Linked DNA regions of Gossypium hirsutum: all the other regions are linked to region 1. Evidence: chromatin contacts called from public Hi-C data. All regions are on one chromosome and are shown on one strand. Each heading gives the region's core, a stretch centred on a gene start, on an enhancer-like site or on the middle of the called end of the contact. The rest is flanking DNA. Distances are from core to core; before and after follow the strand shown.

Evidence for each region. A called contact is a pair of places that touch in the nucleus more often than the background predicts.
Region 2: a Hi-C map of leaf shows a contact between it and region 1, with 2.1 times the contacts expected there. The contact joins the promoter of LOC107951068 here to the promoter of LOC107897703 in region 1. A contact is called at or near these places in 5 of 34 Hi-C or Micro-C datasets (callus and leaf).
Region 3: a Hi-C map of leaf shows a contact between it and region 1, with 4 times the contacts expected there. The contact joins the enhancer-like site here to the promoter of LOC107897703 in region 1. A contact is called at or near these places in 5 of 34 Hi-C or Micro-C datasets (callus, leaf and petal).

Annotation. Positions count from the first base shown.
Region 1 is chrA06:19,659,151-19,663,218 of Gossypium_hirsutum_v2.1, forward strand. It overlaps LOC107897703 (vacuolar protein sorting-associated protein 2 homolog 1), which reads left to right and starts at 1,864. Exons shown (of 4, transcript XM_016823240.2): 1 at 1,864-2,114; 2 at 3,325-3,404; 3 at 3,814-4,068. The coding sequence starts at 2,078.
Region 2 is chrA06:20,247,141-20,251,208 of Gossypium_hirsutum_v2.1, forward strand. It overlaps LOC107951068, which reads left to right and starts at 2,261. Exons shown (of 6, transcript XM_016885966.2): 1 at 2,261-3,688; 2 at 3,794-4,068. The coding sequence starts at 2,426.
Region 3 is chrA06:20,227,488-20,231,555 of Gossypium_hirsutum_v2.1, forward strand. It overlaps the pseudogene LOC107951066. Among protein-coding and RNA genes, the nearest start is that of LOC107951064, 13 kb to the left of the region's middle. Within about 2 kb of position 2,169, at least 7 of the 9 cell types and tissues checked have an H3K27ac peak or open chromatin away from gene starts, as enhancers often do. A contact at or near this core is called in leaf, where this site is marked.

The DNA of each region.
Region 1 (4,068 bases), core at 614-3,113:
TACGATTTTATTGATTATTTTAAGGTTCAGAAATCAGTAAATAATAAAAAAGAGTTTTAAATGCGAGAAAGCTACTTGAGATAAAAAGAGAGAGTCCTCACCGCGTGGGTATAATCTTTTTTAATCACAAATTTGCTGTCAGAAATAAAAACAGAAAAAGGAAAAGGTAACACGGTTTTGTTAAAACCACCACTCGCTCGTACAGGTATTCATGGCCACATTCAGATTAGTTGAAATATTGTTAAGCTTGACTTTCATTTAAAATATGAAGTTGGATGCGTTCGAATTTCATCCAACATTTAAAATTTAAGTTTATATTCCATAAACCTCATTTATCAAATTTTATATTAAGTTTAAGCTTAATAATATATATTAAGAGTAATAAAGTAATTTAATAATATAAAAATATAAAAAATTCGATAAGACTTATAAATTGTTTAAATCAAGTATTATTAAGTTTGAATTTGGCTCGATTGATAATTTGAGCACAGCTTGATAATTATTGAAGCAAATTTAAATTATTTTAGTCGAACTTAAGTATCTTGTGAGCATCAATATCTCATTTACACTCCTAGCCGAGCTTATATATCTATTTTTACCATATTTGAGTGGTTTATTGAGTTAACGTTACTTTTTAGTGTCATAAGTAATTATTGAATTTTTTATACAATAATAAATACTATTATATGGTTTTTTTTTGTCATTTCAAGTTAAATTTAAAAAAAATATATATGCTTGACAAGATTTGAACCCCAAAACACCATGATTTTCAATTTTTTATCATTTCAACTAAATCTTCATTTGATTTTTAAAATATATTTTTTTTATAAATATATTTACTACATAATTTTTTTTCACATCTAATATATGATATATATATATATAATCAGCATATTATTTGTTTGCTTAAGTTTAGGTTATGGATTTTAGAGTTTACTCAAATTTAAGTACATTTGTAAATGATTAATTTACTCATTTATATTATTTTGAATTTTTTTACAAAATTTTATGTAATTACAATTTAATTTTTTTATATTTTTATTGAAATTTTAAATATAGATGATATATTTTAAATATTTACATTATAGTAATATTATATACTATTATAAACTTAATTTTTGTGTGATAGAAATCAAACTACTTATAACATATAACATAATATAGTATAAATTTATATTTTTAATGTGAAAGGATTAAATTGAGAACTTTTAATAATGTTTGCATTTAAACTATTAATTTTTTTATTAGATAACAATGAATACAAAAATAATGGATGGAAAGTGGAAACGACTTGAATTTACTTATTTTTTAACATATTAGATGAATAAAAAGTTGAGAGTTTATTCCGTTGGTATGATTTGAACATCAACTGAATAAATCCACAAACCGAATTTATTTAATAAATCAATTTGATTCATACAATTTAATCGAGTAAGCATCTGCTTCAGTCTAGGCCCATTCCCATAGCAAAGAGAAAGCCCAACATTCAGAGAGCCAGCCTGGTAATAAAGACTGGACCCTACCACTCAGATGCAGCCACGTGGGAAAATGGATTTGATTATTATAATTTTACCTCTTCCACTTTTTTTTAAAAATTTTTAGTCTTGATCCGATTAAATCTATTTAAGGCTATATCTATTTAATCTATACTTTTTCAAAATCTAAAATTTTAATATTGACATAAATAATATTTTTCTACCCAAAATTTGAAAATAACAAAACTTAACCTAATCAATTTAACTGTTATTATTTAGTGAGTATTAAAATTAAATATAATACAGAGATCAAAAATAATTAAATTAAAGCATGGAGACTAAATCCACGTAACTTTCTTAAAAGTAGAAGGACTAATAACAGAAATTAACCATTTGTCTATACCCGATTCCATTCCTTAGCAGCCGTTGTCCATGTACGGAGTAAAGTAGCAAAGAAGTTGTCTTGGCGGCCGAGCGATCAAACAAACCACCTCGAAGAAGCAATCTCTTGTGGTGTACATCCGATGCGTTTTTATACCAGATCAGATCGCCGTAGCCACTACCAAATCGTTTTGGGACAGTTTTCGTAGCATCGACCGAACATGAGTTTCCTCTTTGGCAATAGAAATACCCCTGCAGGTATCAATTTTGTTTTCAAATAATTAGAATTTGTATTAATTTCGAAAATCGCTACTAATTTTGTTGTGATCTGTTCGTATTTGAATTTGATGATGTGATTTTATATTGAGGGCTTTGGTAATTGAATAATTAGAATTAAGGATTTCGATTGAAGTAGTATGTTTCTTATAGTTTTAGAAATAGTTGTGAATTCTGCTAATGACAGGAATTCGAATGCTTTATTTTGTTTATTTGGTTTAATTTTGGATTTTAGGATCGAGTAATTGTATGGTAGTTTGCTAGTTCAAATTTCTAAAAGTAAGGTTTTTGCACTTTATTGAGCCTGTCACTTTAGTGTATCAAAGATCAAGCAAACAAATTGGGTGAATTGTGTATTTTGTGGTTCTCAATTCATTTCCCCTAATGCCGGATTCTCAAGTCATTTTGTATTGTAGATATACATATATTTTTTCAGAGCTTCTGCGAGAAAATAAGCAGATGCTCGACAAATCTATTAGAGAGATAGAGAGGGAAAGGCAAGGAAAAGAAACTGATTGCTGAGATTAAGAAAAGTGCAAAGCAAGGGCAGATGGTGTGTTACATATATTTTTTACAATTTTGTTTTCTATTTTTGCTCAACATTTTTACTTATGCGTAGTTAAAATTTCTCTTAAAAAATTGGTATATCTAATTGAGAGCTTATTAGCTTGGCATTTTTATGTTTTAGTCAGTTATGTGAAGCCTTTTTTATTTTTTTGGTATAAATGAGGTTGCTTTATTGGTGATTTTGATTATGTACTGGCTTGATTCGATGTTTGATGATTAGTTTTATGTGTGAATGACATGTTTGCTAGGATCATATCGATTTATTGCTGATTGTTCTCTACCACTTCACAGATAGATATGATGAGTTATTTTTCTTTTTCATCTCACTCATTTTAAACAAAATGCATCAATTACACTTGCGGCAATTTGGTAGCTTGAGTAATGTGTATGTCTATTTTGCTTCGTATTAGTGGACTAGTGTAGTCATTTCTTGTCTAATTGAGCTTCAATATTGTATTTCGCATCTCTTATCTTGTGAAAGTAGGTTTCTTTTAACTTTCAGATTTAAAAGTTATTGTATATGATCTGCATGTTTCTTATTGACATGAATGGGCTTTGCTGTCCACCGAGCCTACTATCCTTTAAATATTTTGTTCTCGGGATTTTATTTGAGGGATGGCAAAAGACCTTATCCGGACACGCCATCAGATTGAAAAGTTTTATAAGCTCAAATCACAGCTCCAGGGTGTATCTCTTAGAATTCAAGTATGTACTTTTATCCTTGCATTTTATCTGTGTCAATGACTTCTAAGTGTGCAATTTGTTTTACCTAAGTGCTTGACATAGAAAATTATGGCCACACTTCTGATGCTTGTTAAGTAGATGGAAGTCGATAGCTATAATTGGGGAGGGGCTATTACAAAAACTTTTGATATATGCCCTGTTCCATACCATGTATGGGAATTTATATGTGAAAATGAAAAAAAGAAGATATGTTGGAACATCAATTAACTTGATTCTCATCTGAAATTATTTAGAGTTGGGGGATAAATGAACTGCATCAGCAACTGATGTACATTGCAAGATTGAAGCCTAGTGAATTTACAAGTTTTAATTGCTTATAAATCATAAAGTTTGAAACTCGACTGAATTTGCTGTACTGTACAACATCCAGACATTGAAATCAACACAAGCAATGGGAGAGGCAATGAAAGGTGTGACAAAGGCAATGGGGCAAATGAATAGACAGATGAACTTGCCATCCCTGCAGAAAATTATGCAAGAGTTTGAAAGACAGAATGAGAAAATGGAGATGGTGAGTGAGGTGATTGGTGATGCAATCGATGATGCTTTGGAAGGGGATGAAGAAGAGGAGGAAACAGAAGAATTGGTGAGCCAGGTTCTTGACGAGATTGGAATTGACATCAAC
Region 2 (4,068 bases), core at 1,011-3,510, 590 kb after region 1:
GGCAAGATGTAAGATATGACATTAGTGTCGGTGTACAACATCCATTCAAATAGAAAAGTAAAATTGTAAGTATAGTTATGTATGAATTTTTTTTACGAATCATTATGTAATTAATATAGGTTCGAAAGAATAAGTAACTAACCTCGGTTTTCAAATGTTGGTCTAACAACAATATAATATCTTCTAGCTCCTCAGGCAGTCTCATATAACTCGGCTCACGGTTCCACCTATATAAGCGATATGTTAGTCAAAACGTATAATAAAAAAATTTACTGTATAGACTACATATTTGTTAATAAATGATATTTACCTCGTCACCAAAGGGAACATGTATGGGTTGGTTACCTTGGGACGTAGAAATAATAGTAGCCACTAGGCCCACAGTTGCAACAAGAGCAGGCAACCACCGATCGATGTTGCACTCGGTATCGTGGCCCAACACATCTCCCAGTATAATGTGGACACTATGATAGATCCCCAACTTAGTTTTCCGTACTTATTGAAGTCCACGATGTGGTAGCCACCTTACATGAACCAAATTTTGAGATTTGTCAAGCATTAAAATGCCCCAGATTAACTCATGACGTATGCTTGAGTGTACTGTTCTATGACCTCCTTTATTCAGTATTCAAGGAGCTCGTCGAAATTATCATTCAACTAGTTCATCGATATCGGACCACTTTCGAACTTGTCTTGAACCTTCCCCAACAGTGATGTGCAGAAGTCCACTTTACCCGGAACGATCGCTAATTCCGTGATGACTGGCGCATCCATTGGCAGACAGAGTTGTAGTTCCAACGTCTTTGAGTGTGATTGTTCACTCACCGTATGGAAAGTGGAAAATGGAAAGTGGAAAGTGTGTGTTTCGGGCCTCCATCTTTCCACCAATGAGTTGATAAGTGCCAAATCAAGTTTGTAGCCCCCGAACATGCAAGACACATGTAAGAATCCAACTGCTTGCAAGTGGCCAAGAATTTCAGGGATCGCAAGCTTTCCGATGTTATGAATGAAGCCCTTCAAAACACGATTCTCTGCCTATTTACACAATAAAAATAATTTCAAATTAAAAAAAATAAAATTAACCTTATTGAAATTAATGAAATTTAAATTTTCGTCTTACCATTACTACTTGGGTGGTGGAAATATTCTTGTTGTTGAAGTGGATTAGAGAGGCGGTCATTCGTGAAAAATAGATTTTGAACAAATACAATATGAGATAATTAATAAAAATATTATTTTTAAATGAAAATATCGTACACGATCAAAACGAGAGACTTGAGAGGGTTTGAGAGAGTTGAGAGAAGAATGTGAATGAAAAAACTGAAATTTGGAGGGTATTTATAGGGTAAAAAAACTTATTGTTGGATTTTTATTTTTATTTTTTACAGTTGGCGTGGCACTGATAAAAAAGCCATTGCTTTTTGACCTTTTTGAACATTGAGGGAAAACATGCCTGATTAGATGAGTTTTCCAGAAAACGTGTCCAGCTAGACGTGTTTTCTTGATACGTATGCAGAAAGCTCGTCCAGTTGAACTCGCTTTTTTATTTAAATCAATTTATTTCCTTAATTAAATCTAATTATTAAAAAAAGGGACTATTGACGTTATTTAGCCCTATAATCACAACAATATATGATATATGTGATTAGATTAGATATGTCATGATTGGCTTCTAATATATACTAGAATTAAGATAGTATTTCTTTAATGTTGATTTGAATTAAGCTTAATATATAATGCTAAACCTTATATATGGTAAGTTGAGTTGAAGTGTATAGTATTTAATTAGATAGTTATGTTTAAGGTCTAAAATAATAGGTTGTTAGTGCATGCTTAAAAGAAACAAATTAATAAAGTTAAAATTCAGCAAATTATATAGTTTTTTTAAGGAAAGAGATTATTCATTTATTTGATTAGATTAACATATTTTAAATGTTCATGATAAATTTAAACTTACAATTAATTTAATTTAATATTAATACTCTAAAAACTTAATTAAAATATTTTAAAATCCTATATAAATTTAAAATTTAAATCATGTTGAACGTTATCAATATTTTATTATTAAACAAACATAAATTAATAAATAAATATTATAAAAATTCCGATTAATCAATAAAAATACATTCTTTTTTCCTCTCACTATTTTATTTCTTCTTCACATCTCTTTGGGCCAAAAACAAATACATAAAAAAGCCAGCTGGCTGACCATTCAGATTCAGGCCCGTAATATTGAGGACATTTATGTGGCGGGAAAATTAATATAGAAAAGCGTACGCGAGAAGCTTCTCTTTCAGAAAAACCCTAAATTTGTTAAAAAACCAAAAGGCCGCCCTTTTTTCTTAATACGATTCCTCCCTATTATTCTTTTGTTGAGTGTTCATACTGGTTCGTTTTCACTTCCCGCCATTTTCTTTCAGCAGCGATGCCGGTCCTAAGATCCCGCGAAATCCTTCCGGTCCAACCCAAGCCCCTAAAAGCTCGGGCCAATATCGACCCGCCCGCCACTCCCACGCAAGGCCGCGAACAACCCGCCACTCGTTCATCGCCGCCTTCACTCATTCCCTCCCCTAAAACTCTTGGTTCAGTTTCCGGTTCCGCACCCATACTTCGGCGGAGCCTTCGTCTTTCTACGAGAGCTTCGTCCAATGCCGGCCAGGATGGTGTTTTGGAGGCGGAGGAACCTATCGAACGACGAAACGGTGACGTTTCGAGAAAGAGGAAGTTGAGTGCCGATAACGATGTCGGTTTGGAGAGCGGCGAGGATGAAGGGGTATTGAGTTTGCGGTCGGGGAAGAGGGTTACTAAGAAGGGTCCATTTGGCGACGGCAACGGCAGCGAAGGCGATGTAGAGGTTGAAATTGACAGGAAAGGTAAAAGCATGTTAGTGGAAGAGAGTGAAGATACTGAGAAACCGGAAAGAAGCAAGGAGAGAGTGAATGTGAAGGGAAAAAGGAGATATAGTAGAGAAGAGAAAGGGAAGGGGAAATTGCTTGTAGAAAGTGCTTTGGAATCTAAAGATGAGAGTTTAGTTGACGGTTCAGTTTCCGACGTTGAACTTCTAGCACAGGAAGTGAATTTGTCCAATGAAAAGCCAAGTAAGAAGAATAATAGGAGAACAAGTCAGGGGAGAATGGAGCGGTTTCGAGATACGGCTAGGGAAAATGCTTCTCGATTTGCCCATTTCAGCACCCAGGAAGAAGATGATAACATTTTATCAACGGAGGCTGAAAGCGAAATTCCGTCCGAAGAACCTGAAGAAAAGGGTGTTGAAGATTGGCCGGGTCCTTTCTCTACTGCTATGAAGATTATAAGGGATAGAGCAGCGAATTTTAACGTAAGACAGGGGAGTTCTTCCTCGGACAAGGTACAGTACTTACAAATTAAGTGGGTTCCTCAAAAGGGTAAAAGAAAAGACTGGTCAAAGCGGCTGCCTCCATCATTGCTTGATTTGAGCTTGAGGGTTCTTGTCGATAATGCAGATGCGATTGCTTCGCTTGCTCATGTGCCTGATGCTCTGAGACACAAGCTCTGTCATATGCTCTGTGACTCGAGGCGAATGAATAGTAACTTTTTTGATCTCCTTCTTAACGGATCCCCTATCGAAATTCGCCTCAAAGATTGTTCATGGCTAACTGAGGAACAGTTCAATCAATGTTTTGAAAAGTGTGACACTATCAACTTGACGGTACGCTGTATATTCATCTACACGTCGTATTGAGTTATTGCTATTTGTCCATTTCATGATATTCTTTTTGCGACTAGTCTAAAGTTTATTGTTTTTGGAATTCAGATTCTCCAACTTGATTACTGTGGCCACTGCTTAGCGGATTATAATTTACCTTCTACCTTAGCTCGGTCGCCGAACAGCTTGCCTGCACTAACCACTTTGTCATTGACTGGTGCATATCGTCTTTCGGATGCTGGGCTTAGTGCTCTTGTTTCTTCTGCCCCTGCATTACGATCTGTAAATCTCAGCCAGTGTTCATTTCTTACCCACAGCGCTATTGACATTTTAGCTACCTCCTTGGCATCAGTTCTACTGGAACTATTTATCGATGATTGCCA
Region 3 (4,068 bases), core at 919-3,418, 570 kb after region 1:
ATCAATATCCAACTTTCACATTAACACATATTCATTTCAATTCAATAATCAATACATTCAATATGTATCTACCAATTCAATCTATTTCAATCAACTATCAAATGTCAATTACTCACCTTAACACTTATCATATGCATTAAATTGAATTATAACAATTAACAACTAAGTTCGGATTATAGAAATACAAACCGTGAATTCTGAGCTATTCGACGTCCATTTTATCCTTCCCTTTTTTAGTCGAGGATTCTGGTACGACGTTAGCTATGAAATTAAAACAATTAAAATTCATCAATATAACACAATTCAATTTCATATTGAATATTTTAAATTTTCACTCAATATTTGCCTAAATTTCAATTTAGTCCCTTAACTGAGACTAATTTTTATTCTTCATATTTAATTTTATATTTTTATACTAATTTCACTTTAAGCTAAATTTAGCTCCCTATTTTCAATTAAACATATAAATTTTGAATTTTTCACAATTTAGTCCCTATTACTCAAAATTTACAATTTGTTCTGCAATTTAATTCTTTTCCATTTCTAACTTAAAAATATATCAATTTAATCCCTAATACTAAGATTATTCAACATTAAGAACACTTAAAATTTTAATAATTGCTAAAATTTTGACATGGGTCGAGTTGCCCTAGATACCGAAATTCTAAAAACATAAAAATTATAAGAAAATAGACTAAATTAACTAATCAATTGATCTTTAAACCCTAAAAGTCCCTAACGCTGTGCGTATTTCTCTTTTTTCTTTCTTTTTCTTTCTTTCTAATTTGTATGTCTTTTTCTTTCTTTTTTTTTAATACTAATTTTGTTTTATTATACTTTAATTTATTATTATATAATATTATATATATACATTTACTTAATTATTAAAATAACATATTTTAACATATTTCTATAACATAGGTATAATTATTACTTTGACCCTTTAATTTATTTTTAATCTATAATTTAACTTTCACGCTATATACAATTTAATCCTTATATTTAATTACTTTTAATTTAAATAAATTCACTTAACTGAACTTTAAAAATATTTATTAAATATTTATGACTTCAATTTACGGGAAAAAAATTCTAAAAATGCACTTATCGAGATCACTGACTACCAGTCGTTACAGTGTTAATTAGGTATAATCGTGATTTTAACAGAATTGATGAAGTGCAAAATTGTTGTTTCACCCGGCCTTTTTTTGTCAAGGTTCAAACTAGTGGGAACACTCACAATTGTAACTGAGCATTGAATTCAGGATGGTACACACCGTTTTGAGTTTTGACTCATTCTTCTTTTGCAAGAGAGAAAGAAAAACACAAGTAATTCTACAACTATTTGTCGCCAGAGTTTTTTCAAAGCAACAACAGGTCGGCAACAGTGATTGCCGGCGGAAACATATTTGCATCAAGAGTCGCCACTGTTTAAATCAGCACATGAAACCCATGCCATAAATAGCAGCCACCGACTCCTCCGTCCATATATCTCCAATCAAAACCCCCCACGCAGTTCATCAAATCAAAACAAAGGATTAAATTTTCAGCTATAAAATACTCCCGCAACCCCCGCCCTATACCGTCCAATTTTATGCCACATGCTTATATTCTCTCACCCTAAATTTCTTTATATAATTAAGTAAATTATTCTAGTAACTGTTGGTTTTCCTTACTTTTTCAACTGGAGTGTGTACTGCGGATAAGTTTTTTCATCATCAGATCAAGTTCGTAGGAAGGTAACAATGGCGGAAACTCTATCTCAAGGGACCCCAACGCTCTTCTCTCCTTACAAGATGGGCAAGTTCAACCTTTCTCACAGATCTGTGTTTCAGTTTGTCTGTTTTTTTTTTTTTTTGCATCAGATTCCTTGATTTCGGAGGGGCTTAGATCCTTGTCTTGAGGGAACTTTGGTTGTCAGACATGTTCTACCAAAGATTTCCGGGGGTCTATTGAGTTTGGTTTGTATGTGATGGCAGGGGGGTGCTGGTGCCGATGACTAGATGCAGGGCGTTGAATGGAATCCCAAGGCCGGCGCTCGCTGAATATTACATGCAGAGGTCGACTCCAGGCGGCTTTCTCATCACCGAAGGGACACTGGTGTCCGACACTGCAGCTGGGTAATTTCGTAATTTAACCAAATCCTGATACGACTATTCCACCAATAAATTATACCACTTTCTAGTCTTTTCCATCAAACAGATAGGATTTGCCCAATGTTGTGTCGTTTTGCATATTGGAAGAGTTTTTATTTTTAAATTAAATTAAATTGAATATGAGATAATAGGGTTGGGAGATGCAATGCTTCACTTCAAATATAATCATTTTGTATATGATATAATGGTACCCTTGTTAGTCTTTTTATCCCTTCCCTGTTACAAAATGATTGTTCCAATAATATCAGATTTTCATAATATTGAGCTATCCAGATTCCTGGCATATCCTAAATTGCCTAATGGTGCAATGTTGAAGCAGGTTCCCACATGTTCCTGGGATCTACAATGACCAACAGGTGGAGGGATGGAAGAAGATTGTGGATGCTGTTCATGCAAAAGGAAGCATCATTTTTTGCCAACTCTGGCACGTTGGCCGTGCTTCACATTCTGGTAACTTCCATCACCCTATGCATTTCCCCTTTTTTTCACCATTTATTGAAATATTTTATTTGCTTATTTTGACTAATGAAATAGTGTATCAACCTGGTGGGGCGGCACCCATATCGTCAACAAGCAAGCCTCTCTCCAACAGGTGGAGAATTTTGATGCTAGATGGGAGCTATGGCATATATCCTAAACCTAGAGCTCTACAAATCTCGGAAATACCAGAGGTTTGTCCAACACTACCGCACGGCAGCTTTGAATGCCATTCGAGCCGGTTTTGATGGAATCGAGATTCATGGAGCGCATGGATATCTCATCGACCAATTTTTAAAAGACGGGATCAATGATCGCAGAGATGAGTACGGTGGATCACTGGCAAACCGATGTAAATTCTTAATGCAAATCGTTGGATCCGTAGCCGAAGCTGTACGTGCAGATAGAATCGCAGTCCGAATTTCACCCGCAATCGATCACCTCGACGCCACTGACACTAATCCGCTCAACCTAGGCTTAGCCGTGATCGAGAGGCTTAATGAGCTTCAGCTGAAATTGGGGTCGAAACTCGCTTACCTTCATGTGACTCAGCCTCGTTATCATGCCTATGGGCAAACCGAATCAGGCAGGCACGGTAGTGAAGATGAGGAAGCTCATTTAATGAGGACTTTGAAAAGGAGTTACGAGGGAACTTTCATGTGCAGTGGTGGATTCACAAGGGAGCTCGGAATGCAAGCAGTAGCTGAGGGTGATGCCGATCTGGTATCGTATGGCCGTCTTTTTATATCGAATCCAGACCTGGTTTTAGGTTGAGGATCAATGCGCCATTAAATCGATACATTAGGAAGACATTTTATACGCAAGACCCTGTTGTGGGGTACACGGACTATCCCTTCCTGGTAGTACAATCACGACTTTGATGTGCAATGGCTGTGCTGTTGAATATATGTTAAAATTATGTGTGAAATAGGAGAGTCTAATTTGATATCAAACCTGTGTCTTGGTTTTTGTACACAATTCTGGGACTACCCTAAGCTCACCTGCTCAGATGTAACGAAACAAAATTATTATAAAATCCATGGAATGTAGTGGAAGAAATAGTAAGTAGTCCGAGCTGGGACTTAGCTGTAGATTGGTTTGTTGCAGAAAGAGTCAAGAGCAAAGATAGCAAAAACACAAATCCAAAATGATTGCTGCATCCAATCCTATCGTTACCCCAGTTATGGCTTCTCTTTCGAATTTCTTCCTTCTTTTAAACAAATACCCACAGATTTCTTTTCTTTTTTTAACAATAATAATGAGAGAATATAGTAAGTAAGAACTACGACTTTGGGTCAAGGGTAGAAGATCATTTGAATAATATATAATAAATTTGTTTGGACCATTAATCAATTTTGTATTTTATTATCGCAGGCTTAAGACATTGAACTGGTCCAATCAAAATCCCAATTCAGCCCCAAAGGTTGAAATACAA